Regions from separate parts of the Rattus norvegicus genome. Here region 1 is linked to region 2. Evidence: chromatin contacts called from public Hi-C data. All regions are on one chromosome and are shown on one strand. Each heading gives the region's core, a stretch centred on a gene start, on an enhancer-like site or on the middle of the called end of the contact. The rest is flanking DNA. Distances are from core to core; before and after follow the strand shown.

Region 1 (6,130 bases), core at 302-2,801, 310 kb after region 2:
ATGTTATGTCATCTCTCTGCCACTGAGCCACATCTCCAACCATCTTTGCATTTTATTTTGTTTTTATTTATTGTTTACTTTGATATAGAGTCTCACTCTGTTAGCCAGGCCAGTTTGGGCTCACTCTTAGATAAAGCAAAACCTATCATCCTCCTGCCTCAGCCTTCTGTGTAGCAGACATCACAGACCTATGCCTCCAGGGTAGACTCATGACCAAGTGTTTTAAAAGTAAGTAGAACAATTCTCAATGGAACCAAAAATAGCAGAGACTAAAAGTTGAACAAAATCTGGCCTCCTTCATCACCCCTGTGATATCACAACCCCTGAACAGTTGACAGAAAACCCTCATTGTCTGTAGCTTGAGAATTGACAGCTCCCCTCCCCCAAAATGTCCAGGAAAAGAAGTTGATGACCTCAAAGAGGCCAGAGAGTCATAGGATGGATAAACTGTCTTGACGTCTCTATGAAGAATTAACCTGGCATGTGGACTGTGCCCAAAGCCTCCACCATCCCTCATCAACCTCTGTCAATTGCACATCTGGTTTGAGCTTTGGAATTCTTCTGAGGCACCCCAGGGAGCAGCACACATATTTATCAGACTCCCCTGGCTATCTGCTAGGCTTTGTCTAAACTAACCGGGGAGTTGATTCTTCAAGTTTCCGAGAAGTATTGGAATTGCATGCAGCTTAGATCTGCTAGGGTTGCTGTAAAGAAACATTTTCAAGCATCCATTGGAAGGAGGGACATTTCGGACATCAGTCTAAGAGAATAGCATCCAAGCGAGCATACATGCAGAAGCACCTGAAATCATGAAATCCCCCACCTCATCCCTCAACTAGCTTCCACTAAATCTTTGGGCCAAAACATGGGGTGGGGGGTGATGTACTACTGTCACTGGGAGAAGCATCCTTTTGGGAGTCACAGCCTTGATTTCACACTGTCTGCCACCAGCAGGGTGGCCAGCTCATCTGGTATGCCTAGGACTGACCAGTTTTTATGTGGAAATTCTGTGTCTCAGAACCAGGTTAGTCCCAGGCAAACAGACCAATAGTCACTAGAGGTTGACCGTGACCTTGGGCAAGTTAAGCTGTATATGGTTTCCAAATCTGCAAAAGGGAGAGATTGGATTCGCTCGCCCGATAGGTTATAGCAGGGGTAAATAGGTTGGACGTAAGTGCTCAGAACTGAGCCGTCTTCAGGACAATGAATATTGCTTGCATCACCATGAGACGGATTTGCAGAGGATTTAGGTCAACATAAGAATCCCAACACTGTGTCTGGCTTCCAGCTCTTGACTCTGTGTTGAATCCCATTGTCTGTACCTGTAAAGTAGGGGTATAACATCCCCTAGTTAGGACAATGTCGAATAGGCTAAGCCCCAGCTCTGTGCCTGCTATTAAAAGCACCAATCTAATGACTGTCATAAGCATTGTCACGAACAATAGCAAGAAAGGCACACTGGCCAGCACGGGCTACTTGCAGTGCCCCTTCTCTTGAGAAAGCCTGCTTTCAACAGCAAATACCCTGCCTTATCCACACAAGAGTATGAAGTCTGGAACTAAAGAGCTCCCTCTAGAGGCAGAATAAATAACGCACTAGCAGTGCCCATAAAGCCCAGAATAGGATCCTTTTAAACTTTTGCTTCTAGGACGAGGAGGCCAAAGCTATTCCCAGAGATAATTAGGTTATTTCTGGAGATGAAGATTGGCAGTGAAACAGGAAGCCCAAGGGCATGCAGGGACCTAGGATGTGCACTCTGCTGGCAAATGGCCCTGGTGATAGGGCAGAGGCAAGGACACAAGCTGTGTGATGCTTGTGGCTCCTGTCTCTCAGCTGCAGGCCTGAAGGCCTGGGCTTGATTAGAACAGGCTACACTGGGCAGATCATACTGCCTGAGTTCTTCACAGCAGCTACCCAGTAGCCGCAGCGGATGATACGGTAGTAAAGAGTAGAATATGCCCAAAGGCTGCTTCAAGTTTTCCTTGTGTCTCCTCTGCTTCTCGTGTTGCAAGCACTATTCATTTATCTGCCACCAATGTGCATGGCATCCTACAGCCCTACCGTGCATACCTCAGCTTGAATCCCACCATCCTCTCCAGGTACCAGTGGTGTGAGACTGGGAAGGTTCTCTGTGCCTGGAATATACCAGTATTTTCCTCATAGAGCTGGTGTGAGGATTGGTATGATACATGTTCCATACCATGCCTGGCCCATAGTACATAGTATGTGGCATAGCTGCCAGTGTGAGTTGCCCCAACTATTGATGATGCCTTGTGAGTTGAGGTTTGAAGGATGAAAACACAGAACCAGATTCTTACAGAAGAATTAATAGAAAAAAAAATAGAGAGACTTGTATATGAAGAGAGCAGAGATCCACTTCCTCTCTGTGTTTCCTTTCCATCTCGCCCCTCCCCTCAAATACAAGCCAGCCCTTTGGGTAAACTGAGTCATGCGTGCTGACTGAGGTTGGCATTGGAGTGTTTATTACCTGTGTGAACTCTATCCTGAGGACACATTGTCCCTCCTCACACACCATGATGACCTGAGAGCCCCAGGCGACTAGAATGCCAGTTCTCATTTCATGTGGCTTCTCTGCTTGTTTGAAAATTTTCCTTTCTGGTGTTGATTAACAAGGGGACTGGGTGGCTGGAGAACTGGGGACATTTCCCCCAGCGGTTTGGAGGCAGAAGAGAGGAAGTAATAAGGAGAGCAGTGTGTGGCTGGTGGGGTGTTGGGAAGTCTGTCGGCTCTTTAAGATGAGCCCCATCCAGGCTCAGATGCATTCTCTGCCTCTAACCTGACTACCAGAGGGTGTGCTTGCCCACTGGGTGACCTCCTCGACTCATTAATTCATGCCAGCCTCACCCAAGACTACACATAAGCACTGGTGTTTAGTACTGGCCTGGTTTTTGGTAGCTAAGCAAGTGACCCGGGGGTCCCATCCCAGAAAGCATGGCTTTTAACTTAGAAGGGGGGATCAAGAGAATGGAAGAGTGATTTCCAGAAAGTTCCTAGAAGGGGACTTGTGTTCAGGACCAGAAAACTTGGGAAGTAAAGCAGTCCTAGGAGTAGAAACTGCACTGTCCCTTGAGTCTCTTCCAAATATCATGATGAGAACTGACTGGCAGGGACAGTGGGGGAGGAGCCTCAGGAGCCTCCGTGGGAGTGTTCGGAAGAGGATGACTGACGCATATATTTTTATCTCAAACACAGTAGAGATGTCTAGTGCTTTACATTCCAGGACTTGTGAAATATTGCCATATATTTAAAATATAGCCTGCCTCCTCCCCCACTCCTAAAAGGATTAAGGCAGCTTGCAGCTATTAAACCGTGTCTAGTCAGCACAATTAGAAGCATAAACAGAAAGTATCTAAAAACAGAAGGAAGAAAAAAAATTAGCTGCTCTCGGACCTCTGAGCTGTTTTAACACAGCCTGTGACGCCCTGTCTGCCTGCACATTACACACTCGAAAGAGGGCTTAGGGGTGACCAGGATGAGCACTAGTTTGCTCTCTGGAAAGCTATGATCTCTGAGAGAGAAGGAATAGTCGTTCAAAAGGGAAACACTAAATGTGGCAGCACATACACATGTAAGCCTAGCACATAGGATGCTGAGGCAGGAGGATTGCAGGATCTAGACTAGCCTGGGCTACATAGTGAGAATCTATCTCAAAAACATCAAGGAAGGGAAAGAAGGGAGGGAGTGAGAGAGGGAGAGAGGGAGGGAGGAAGGGACGGACACTGTGTGGAATCTACCATTCCCAGCACTCAGCATGTGCTTACATTCTCGGGGCTTTGAATGGAGCATCTACACCTTGGCTATTAGCCGTTGGGCCTCATTGCTCTGGACTCACCTATCCTGAAAAACCTTCCCCTATGCCCCTCAGCAGAGTGAGTGCTCTCCCGCTGTGAGCTCCCCCAACACTAGTCTCTACTAGCATCTCTCCATGAGCAAGGCCTGATGTTTTTCCTATTCGTGTGTAAGTCTCCCGTGTGTATACACTGTACAATATTTTTCCTTGCATCCGCTGTGTCTACTGTTCACCCTGAGGTATACTAACCACACTGCTTATTGTTCCCGGCCTCACTATCGAGTTCCAGGCTGTACTGGACACTCCACATGAATATCTACACCACATAGTAAATAGACATAGTAAATGAACAGCCCTAGGCCCATTTGACACATGGGATGAGTCGGGGAAACTGACTGAGGGGGGTGAGTAGATTTGCAGAGTAGTAAGGTGGAAGACCTATACTTGCCAGCTAGGTATTTTCAACCAGAGAGTCTAACTTTCTTTCACCACCCTGTTTTTCTCACATGGTATCTTAGTTAGGGTTTTACAGCTGTGAACAGACACCATGACCAAGACAAGTCTTATAAAGGACAACATATATTGGGGCTGGCTTACAGGTTCAGAGGTTCAGTCCATTATCATCAATGTGAGAGCATGGCAGTGTCCAGGCAGGCATGGTGCCGGCAGAGATGAGAGTTCTGCATCTTCATCTGAAGGCTGCTAGAAGACTGACTTCCAGGCAGCTAGGGTGAAGGTCTTAAGCCCATGCCCACAGTGACACACCTACTCCAACAAGGCCACACCTCGAAACAGTGCCACTCCCTGGGCTAAGCATATACAAACCATAACACATGGCCTTCTACGAATTTAAAAACATGTATTTTAATACCACTTTAAAAAGTCCCCCACTGCATCAGCGTCATGCATCAAAAGAAGGTATGTGGTCAAAAGCACTCATTACTTTGAGCACATTGCATGAGGCATAAAGATTTTTAAAACATGCACTGAAGCTAAGTGTGAGACACTGGTCTATAATCCCAACATGCAAGGGGCCAAAGCAGGAGAATTATAAAGCCAAGACCAGCTTACCATCTGAGCTACATTGTAGTGAGAATCTTTTTCCCCCCAAAACAAAACAAAGCAATAAAACTTCCCGGTTGCGTAGAAAAGTCTGTGAGGGAAACAAAGGTCAGTTGAAAGCATCTTCTCCTGTCTCCTTCCCCCATCATTTTGGTTTTGGAATATGTGGCACTAAAAAGGGATATGATGAGCTTTCTGAGGGAAAGGGGTCCCATATCATGGTCAACCACGGTAACTATACACTATCAGGGTTGTATGGGCACATCCTGCAAATTCCCAACACAGTGTTTCTGTCACACTGAAAGGGTGGTTGTTACTCAGTTCACCTCAGCAAATGTTTATTCACAGCCCTGTGGTTGCCCAGAGCTAACCAGTTAGCGGAGGTCAAACTGGTGGCTCTACCACTGGCCATAGAAGATACGGGAATCTGTGAGCCAGCCCCTCCCAAGCCCCAGAAGGAGAAAGGGAAGTGTTCTCTCTGTCTTAGAGGAGGATGACCATTGGTTCATCCTATTAGATTAATTGTGGCACTCAAAGTCTTCCTCTGTAGCCCAGGCTGACCTTGAACTCAAGTGCTTCTGTACCATCCTAAATGCTACCACACATCCTACCACACCTGTCCATAGCACAGCTTTCTAATGGAGAAACTGTCACTGCGTTTAGAACTTAAATTCATTGGTTGAGTAATTTGGATGGTTATTTAGGTTTTAGAATTTGTTTGACCTCGTACTGGTCAAACAACTCAGCAGGTAAAGGCATTTGCCCCCAAGCCTGATGACTCCCAGACTCATATATGGAAGGAGAGAGCCAGTTTCTACAAGTTGGCCTCTGACCTCCACACACATGTGCTCTGAGTGTCCTCACCTCATAAGTAAATAATTGCAATAAAAATTTTAAAATCGTGCCTTAACTAAGTAACAATTTGGGTAAATGTTTCCCTGTGAAGGTCACCTTCTCAGAGGTCATTGCATACAAGTATTTTTCATGGTTTTTTTTTAAGGGGTTCAGACCCTTATCTTGAAGAGTCCGAGTGTGAAGGTGGTGAGGCCTAGCCTCTGTGCTGAGACAGCACAATGCTGTAGGGAACACAGGGCATCACATGGCAAAGAGGGGAAACTGTTGTCTCTCTTAGAAGATCACCAGCCATTCGATCCTAGGGGTTCTATCCCATGGCCTTGTCTAATCCTGATCACCTCCCAGAGACCCCCATCTCCAAACACCATGCTCAGATTAAAATTCCATAATCTTAATACCACG
Region 2 (5,927 bases), core at 2,734-5,233:
CTCACAGCTCCATTAGCTCAAGCAAGCTCTGTGGCCACTCTTTGGAAGGCTGGAGCTGCTGTCCCATTTTGCAGAGGAAGCTACTGAGGCACAGAGGGACTGAGTCATTGTCTAGCTGACACAGTGATGGAGCTGAGGTGTGAAGCCACTGGCCTGCGCCTATAACTGTCTTGTTTGTTTCCCCAAAGCTTTGTCTGGGGGAATGGGGATGGAGGAAAGTGTTGTAAATGGATGCTTTCCGGTGGAGGGCAGGGAGGAGTGCTACACAGATGGACTGAGCTCAGTGATGTCATTATTGGAAGACTGCGTGACACTTCCCTATAGCCAAGAGGATCCGAGCCAGGGACAGCACCTTCTGGTTCTGGAGTGATGCAAAAAGAATGGGTTCTTTTTTTGGGACTCGGAATCCCCTTGAGGTAAGTGGGCTTGACTGAAGTCTGAAATGCTTTGTCTTCTAGTTAAAGGGCAGGGACCATGTTTCTGATGGCCAAGATGTTATGTAGATAAATAACACTGGCAAGAGTCCAGAGCTCTGAGAACAAATCATGGCCTGTGGACATGGGGACTCCATGACGCTCACAGTTAGGATGATGCCAAGGGCAGGGGCCAAGGTGGGAGTGGTTCATCAGAGACTGTAGAGGGCCAGAGTGGCCCACAGTAGGGGAAGCAGTGACTTCATTAAGCTGCATGTTCTGAGAGGCATGCAGAGCAGGATCCCTGTTACCCTGTCATAAGATAATGTTACATAGAACACTCTATCACTTTCGTGCATGGAAACTGTGACTCAAAATGGTGAAGGGACAGATTCATGCTCACCCAGGTTATTAAAGTACAGCAGGATTCAAACTTCCTTCCTGATCCTTCCACTGTTCCATAGTCCTGCCTAATGTCCCATTTGTCTTCCAACAACATTTATGGAAGTGTTGAAACTCATCTTTCTTCCCCTTCCTTCCTCCCTCCCTCTTTCCTTCCTTCCTTCCTTCCTCCCTCCCTCCTCCCTCCCTCCCTCCTCCCTCCCTCCCTCCTTCCTTCCTTCCTCCCTCCCTCCCTCCCTCCCTCCTTCCTTCCTTCCTTCCTCCCTCCCTCCCCCCTTCCTTCCTCCCTCCCTCCCTCCTCCCTCCCTCCCTCCTTCCTTCCTTCCTCCCTCCCTCCCTCCCTCCCTCCTTCCTTCCTTCCTTCCTCCCTCCCTCCCCCCTTCCTTCCTCCCTCCCTCCCTCCCTCCCTCCCTCCCTCCTTCCTTCCTTCCTTCCTCCCTCCCTCCCTCCTTCCTTCCTTCCTTCCTTCCTTCTTCCCTCCCTCCTTCCTCCCTCCCTCCCTCCCTCCCTCCCTCCTTCCTCCCTTCCTTCCTTCCTCCTTCCTTCTCTTCTCTCTCTCTTTTTTTTCATGGTTTGCTTTTCAGTGGAAGTTTGCCCAGAAAGTTGTTTCGACTGACTATCTAAAAGCCAGAACACATTTTGAATATGTCTTCAGAGTCCGTGTTTCCACGTTTTTGAGACGAGGTCTTGAATTCTTCAGCTGTAACTGACCTCAGATGCGAGACCTTCTTGCCCCCACATCCAGAGCACAGAGCTTCAGAGCACTCTCAGAGGCCTTCGATGAGGCTCTTGGACGAGGTGATTTTCCTTACAGGAATAATCCCGGTACACAGCAAATGAGCATCCTCTTGCTCTCCTCCCAGGACTCGCTCACCTTCATATCGGTCCTTATTGTAATATCAGGCTTTCTTGGGTAAGTGGTCAAACCAGTGACAAACAGGCAAGGTCCAGGCAAGCCCCCCGTGCCAAGCCCAGAGCCCGGTCGCCCGGCTGCCCAGCCACCCAGCCGCCCAGCCACCCGGCCTCTAGATGAGGACTATGAGGCTGTGGCTTGGGATAGCAAGATGACCTTCCTGAAGGGTCCTTGTCAGATGCACCAGGCTTCATCTGAAACGCGCCCCTCCCTTTCCAGCCCTGGTTCTCACCGGTGCTTTGGCTAAATCCGTATTGATCACTTATAGCAGCGTCTGAGTCAGCAAACATGTCAACTCCAGAACTCTGACTCTCTTCCTCTAACCTTCCTTCACCTTTTGCTGGCGACACCTCGGGCCCCCATTCCCTCCCCTGTCATTCACTTGGCTGTTAAGTCACTGCACCTTCTCTACTTTTATTTTGTGCCTGTCCCCTGAGCCCTCCCCAGAGACCCCAGTGCGCTCCTCCCCATGGCTTTGGACCACACCGGCCGCCGTTCTGTTGCAGTGTCTGGAGAGAAGTCTAAGCAGCCGTTCCAGACTCTTCCCCTCCCTTTAGTAGGAGCTACAGACTTGCACTTGCCAGCTGACTCTTAACTGGCCCAAGCTCTTACAGCTTGACTTCCTGATGGAGACAGGGTCCCTCCATGTAGCCGAGGCTAGTCCTAAACTTTCAACCTTCCTGTCTGAGCTTCTGGTGTGCTGGGTTTACCGGCATGCACTACCATGCTTGGCTCTCGGAGTCTGGCTTTTTCTAGGCCTGGGAGCCTCTTTCCCACCATCTGTCATCTGTGAGTTTCTTAAAGCCCACTGGTTCTTCTGAGCTCAAGCGCAAGTTTCTCTTCCATGTGCCTTCCTTCCTTCATCCTCTAATCCAGATGCAAACCATCTCTACTTTTGCAATTAATACTTTCCCCCTGTGGACTCTGCTCTGTCTTGTATTACAACTATTAATAGTTTTGTCTGACCCTTCCTTTAAAGCTCTTGGCTATGCTTGGGATTGAACCCATGGCCTTGAGTTCCACCTATGAGTTACAACCCAGTCCTGTGTCTTATTTGGTGCTTCCTTTCTTAAAGGCTAACATTATGTCCTTGTCAGCATTTTTGTGTCTTACAGTAGAAATTTATATGTTGCGCCAGGTTTAATTGAGTTAGTTAGGTGTTAGTGACTGACACCTGTAATCCCGGCACTTGGGAAGCTGAGGCAGGAGGACTCCCAGGAGTTTGAGGTTAATTCTGGGCTGCAGTGACGATTAGATCCTGTCTCAAAACAAACACATGAACAAACAAACCAAAGTAATCTTACACATAGCTGGGCTCAAACATATTCATAGGAAGGAATTACTCTGTAGAAGTGAGTATTTTTCCTTGTCAGCAGAGAAGATTTCAGCTGAGAACAGACAGATGACATGGAGAGCTCAGGATAGGATCTCTTGCTAGGACCTCGTGTGTGTGTGTGTGTGTGTGTGTGTGTGTGTGTGTGTGTGTGTGTGTGTGTGTGTGTTACTTTGAAATGACTGCACATTCTCTAAATACCTCCTGTAGGGAAATCTGCCTGCCTTTCCCTCCTCACAGAGTGATAAAATCTTAGCACAAAGAGAAATGGAAGATAAATGGAGAAATCTGGCTCCCATCTGCAGAACGAATGGTTTCAACTAAAGGATCCATCGAACTTGGGATGGTTTGAGAATATTACACATTCTCTTAAGTTCTCTGAGAAATTTAGCCGAGCAGACCAAAAAACCCCACCAAAACCGAAGCCTCTGGAATAGCTAGGTTTTGTATAGGGAAACGAGTGATTTTTACAGACTCTCTCACTGCTCCCTTGTGGGGACTGCGGCGCCCGGTATCTAATCTACTCCCCACTTCCTGTGTTATGAAATGCTGGGCATAGTTCTGTCTTGGCTCGCTTGTATTGAGCTAGAGCCAAGAGTGGGACAAAAGCCACAGCAAACACTGCCCTCTTTCGTCCGTTTGCGTCTCTGCAGCTTCTCCGCGGGCCAGGCAGGCAAAGGAAGCTTAGAAACACTGAGAGAGCCTTTACTGGTCTTTCCATCTCCGTGGTTTCTCTGTGTGACTGCGAGGGCCTCCGCGACGGGGAACATCTTTATTCTGGTGTCACAAATATCTGAACGTATCCAAGGCTGCCACACTGCGCCAGTCACTCTTGCCTGACGCTTGCTCAGTACTGAGCTCGGAAAGAGTGGGTGTGAAGCCGAAAAAGAGGCTTCATTGTTTGAGGTCTCCCAGCTCTGCTTGGATTGAGCGCTGAGCTCAAGATAAAACCCCAGCAGAAAGTGACACGTCAGCAGCCACAGCGAGGATCTCTCTTATGGTTCCAACCACTCATTTGGAAGAGAAGGGCTTTCTCTTTGTGGCTTGTGGAATTCTTTCCGCATAATTTGATCACGATGCTCATCTGTATGTTGTGTGGGGGATGTTCTGTGCGGCCCCCAAATAGTGCTACAGTGTTTGATCGGATCTGTTGAGGCAATCTGTTGCTGCAAGGCCAGCAAGAGAAAGACATGCTTGTAGGCCAATTTGATTTACACAGGTTTTTGGTGGTTTTTTTTTTTTTTGTTTTGTTTTTGTTTTTTATTTGAATATAACTATGAATCACAACTAGAAATTAAAGATCGGTATGACTTCATTTTTTTGGTTGACTTGAATCATGCTTCTCACCTATTTCTTAGGGTTTGAGGAGTGCAAGGACCACGGGTGAAGAGTCAGAGGAAGGGCTGTGTCACTTAGGAAGAGAATGATCCAGGTAGGAATAGCGTGTGGAATCAGCCATGTGTGAATTTTGTTCCTAAGCTTTAGTTAGCCCAAGTTCCAGTGACTCTAAGTCCTTGACTTCCCAGGACAGCTCTGGAGACAGATATTTGGTTCCACTGTGCCCAGCAAGGAACTTAGGCTTTTCAGAGTGCTTTGATTGGTAGCTTGGGAAATCTTAGATACAGTCTCAGAGACATAAAGCTACCTCAAGGGCTGGGTCCTTGGGGACCTGGGTGTCTGCTGCCCAGTGGAAAGCCTGCAGGGGTGCTACTGCACATTGCAGGAGTGTCACTGTCACAGAAGGAGTGCTGACTGGCTCTTCTGATCTCCAATACCCTCTCACCACCAGCAGATCTCTAAACTATCAGAGTGTAGTCTATTTAAGAAGAAAACATCAGGGAACAAAGCCAAGAGATAGATCCGTTTGTTCTCAGTAAGGGCTTTTGATGGGGGCATTTACACAGGCTTCTGTCCGAGTGCACAGACCAGGCAGATAACGGAAATTTCCAACAAAGGGTTGCCTAGAAGGCTCATTCCTGTAAGAGAAGCCAGCCGGATACCTGGGGTTGAAGTCCGAAGGCTGACGATCTATCTGGTAATTGGACAGAACTCAATCCTGGTCTGCACTGGGTGAAAAGGCCTGGGGGTTGGAAAGATGGCCCATTCAGTGAAATGTATGCTAGGAGAGTCGGGGAGGCCAAAACAGGAGGCTCCCTGATGCTTGCAGGCCTAGCTAAGTGATGAACGTCAGTTTCCCTGGGAGACTGTCTCAAAACATAAGGTGGAGAGTGACTGAGGACACCTTATGGCTTTTATACACACTAAACACACTACATGGGCACTACAAACATATGACTACATCGACATACACAGGCATCACACACACACACACACAAACACACACACGATACATACACGAGATTTTATGCTGAAAAATTATGATAAAACCGAAAGGAAGCAAGTTATAGAGACGCTGTTATCCTCAGGGTTGGTTATAGAGCTCAATACTTAAACATTCGGTGGCTCCTGAAGAAAAAGGCAGTGCCGAGTCAGTCAGTGTGCCTTCCTCAGAAAGATGGGGTTTCGGGCAGGCCAAGGGAAGAAGACGCCCCTCCACTAAGGGGCTAAGGGGCCATTTTTGTTTGTTGTTTTGAGACTTAACTTTGTAGCTCTGGCTGACCCAGAACTCACTCTGTGGACTGGACTATCCTCAGATTAACAGAGATCCTCCTGCCTCATACCCAGCATTAATGGGTAAATATTTAAAACTTAAATTTGTGTGTGTGTGTATGTGTTTGTGTATATGTTTGCACACTTGTGTAGTGTAGTGTAGTGTGTGTGTGTGTGTGTGTGTGTGTGTGTGTGTGTGTGTGAAGCTCTTTCAAGTCTCTCTCTCTAGCTTCTTAGCCAGTTTATTTAATCAGTC

The links. Hi-C and Micro-C count contacts between places; a contact is called where the count stands out from the background.
Region 1: a contact with region 2 is called in a Hi-C map of liver, with 2.8 times the contacts expected there. The contact joins two enhancer-like sites. A contact is called at or near these places in 5 of 12 Hi-C or Micro-C datasets (the A7r5 cell line, frontal cortex, liver and 2 more).

Annotation. Positions count from the first base shown.
Region 1 is chr14:33,927,895-33,934,024 of GRCr8, forward strand. All of the region lies in intron 2 of Lnx1 (ligand of numb-protein X 1), which reads left to right. Among named protein-coding and RNA genes, the nearest start is that of Lnx1, 62 kb to the left of the region's middle. Within about 2 kb of position 1,552, at least 5 of the 93 cell types and tissues checked have an H3K27ac peak or open chromatin away from gene starts, as enhancers often do.
Region 2 is chr14:33,613,533-33,619,459 of GRCr8, forward strand. No RefSeq gene overlaps it. Among named protein-coding and RNA genes, the nearest start is that of Chic2, 100 kb to the left of the region's middle. Within about 2 kb of position 3,984, at least 41 of the 93 cell types and tissues checked have an H3K27ac peak or open chromatin away from gene starts, as enhancers often do.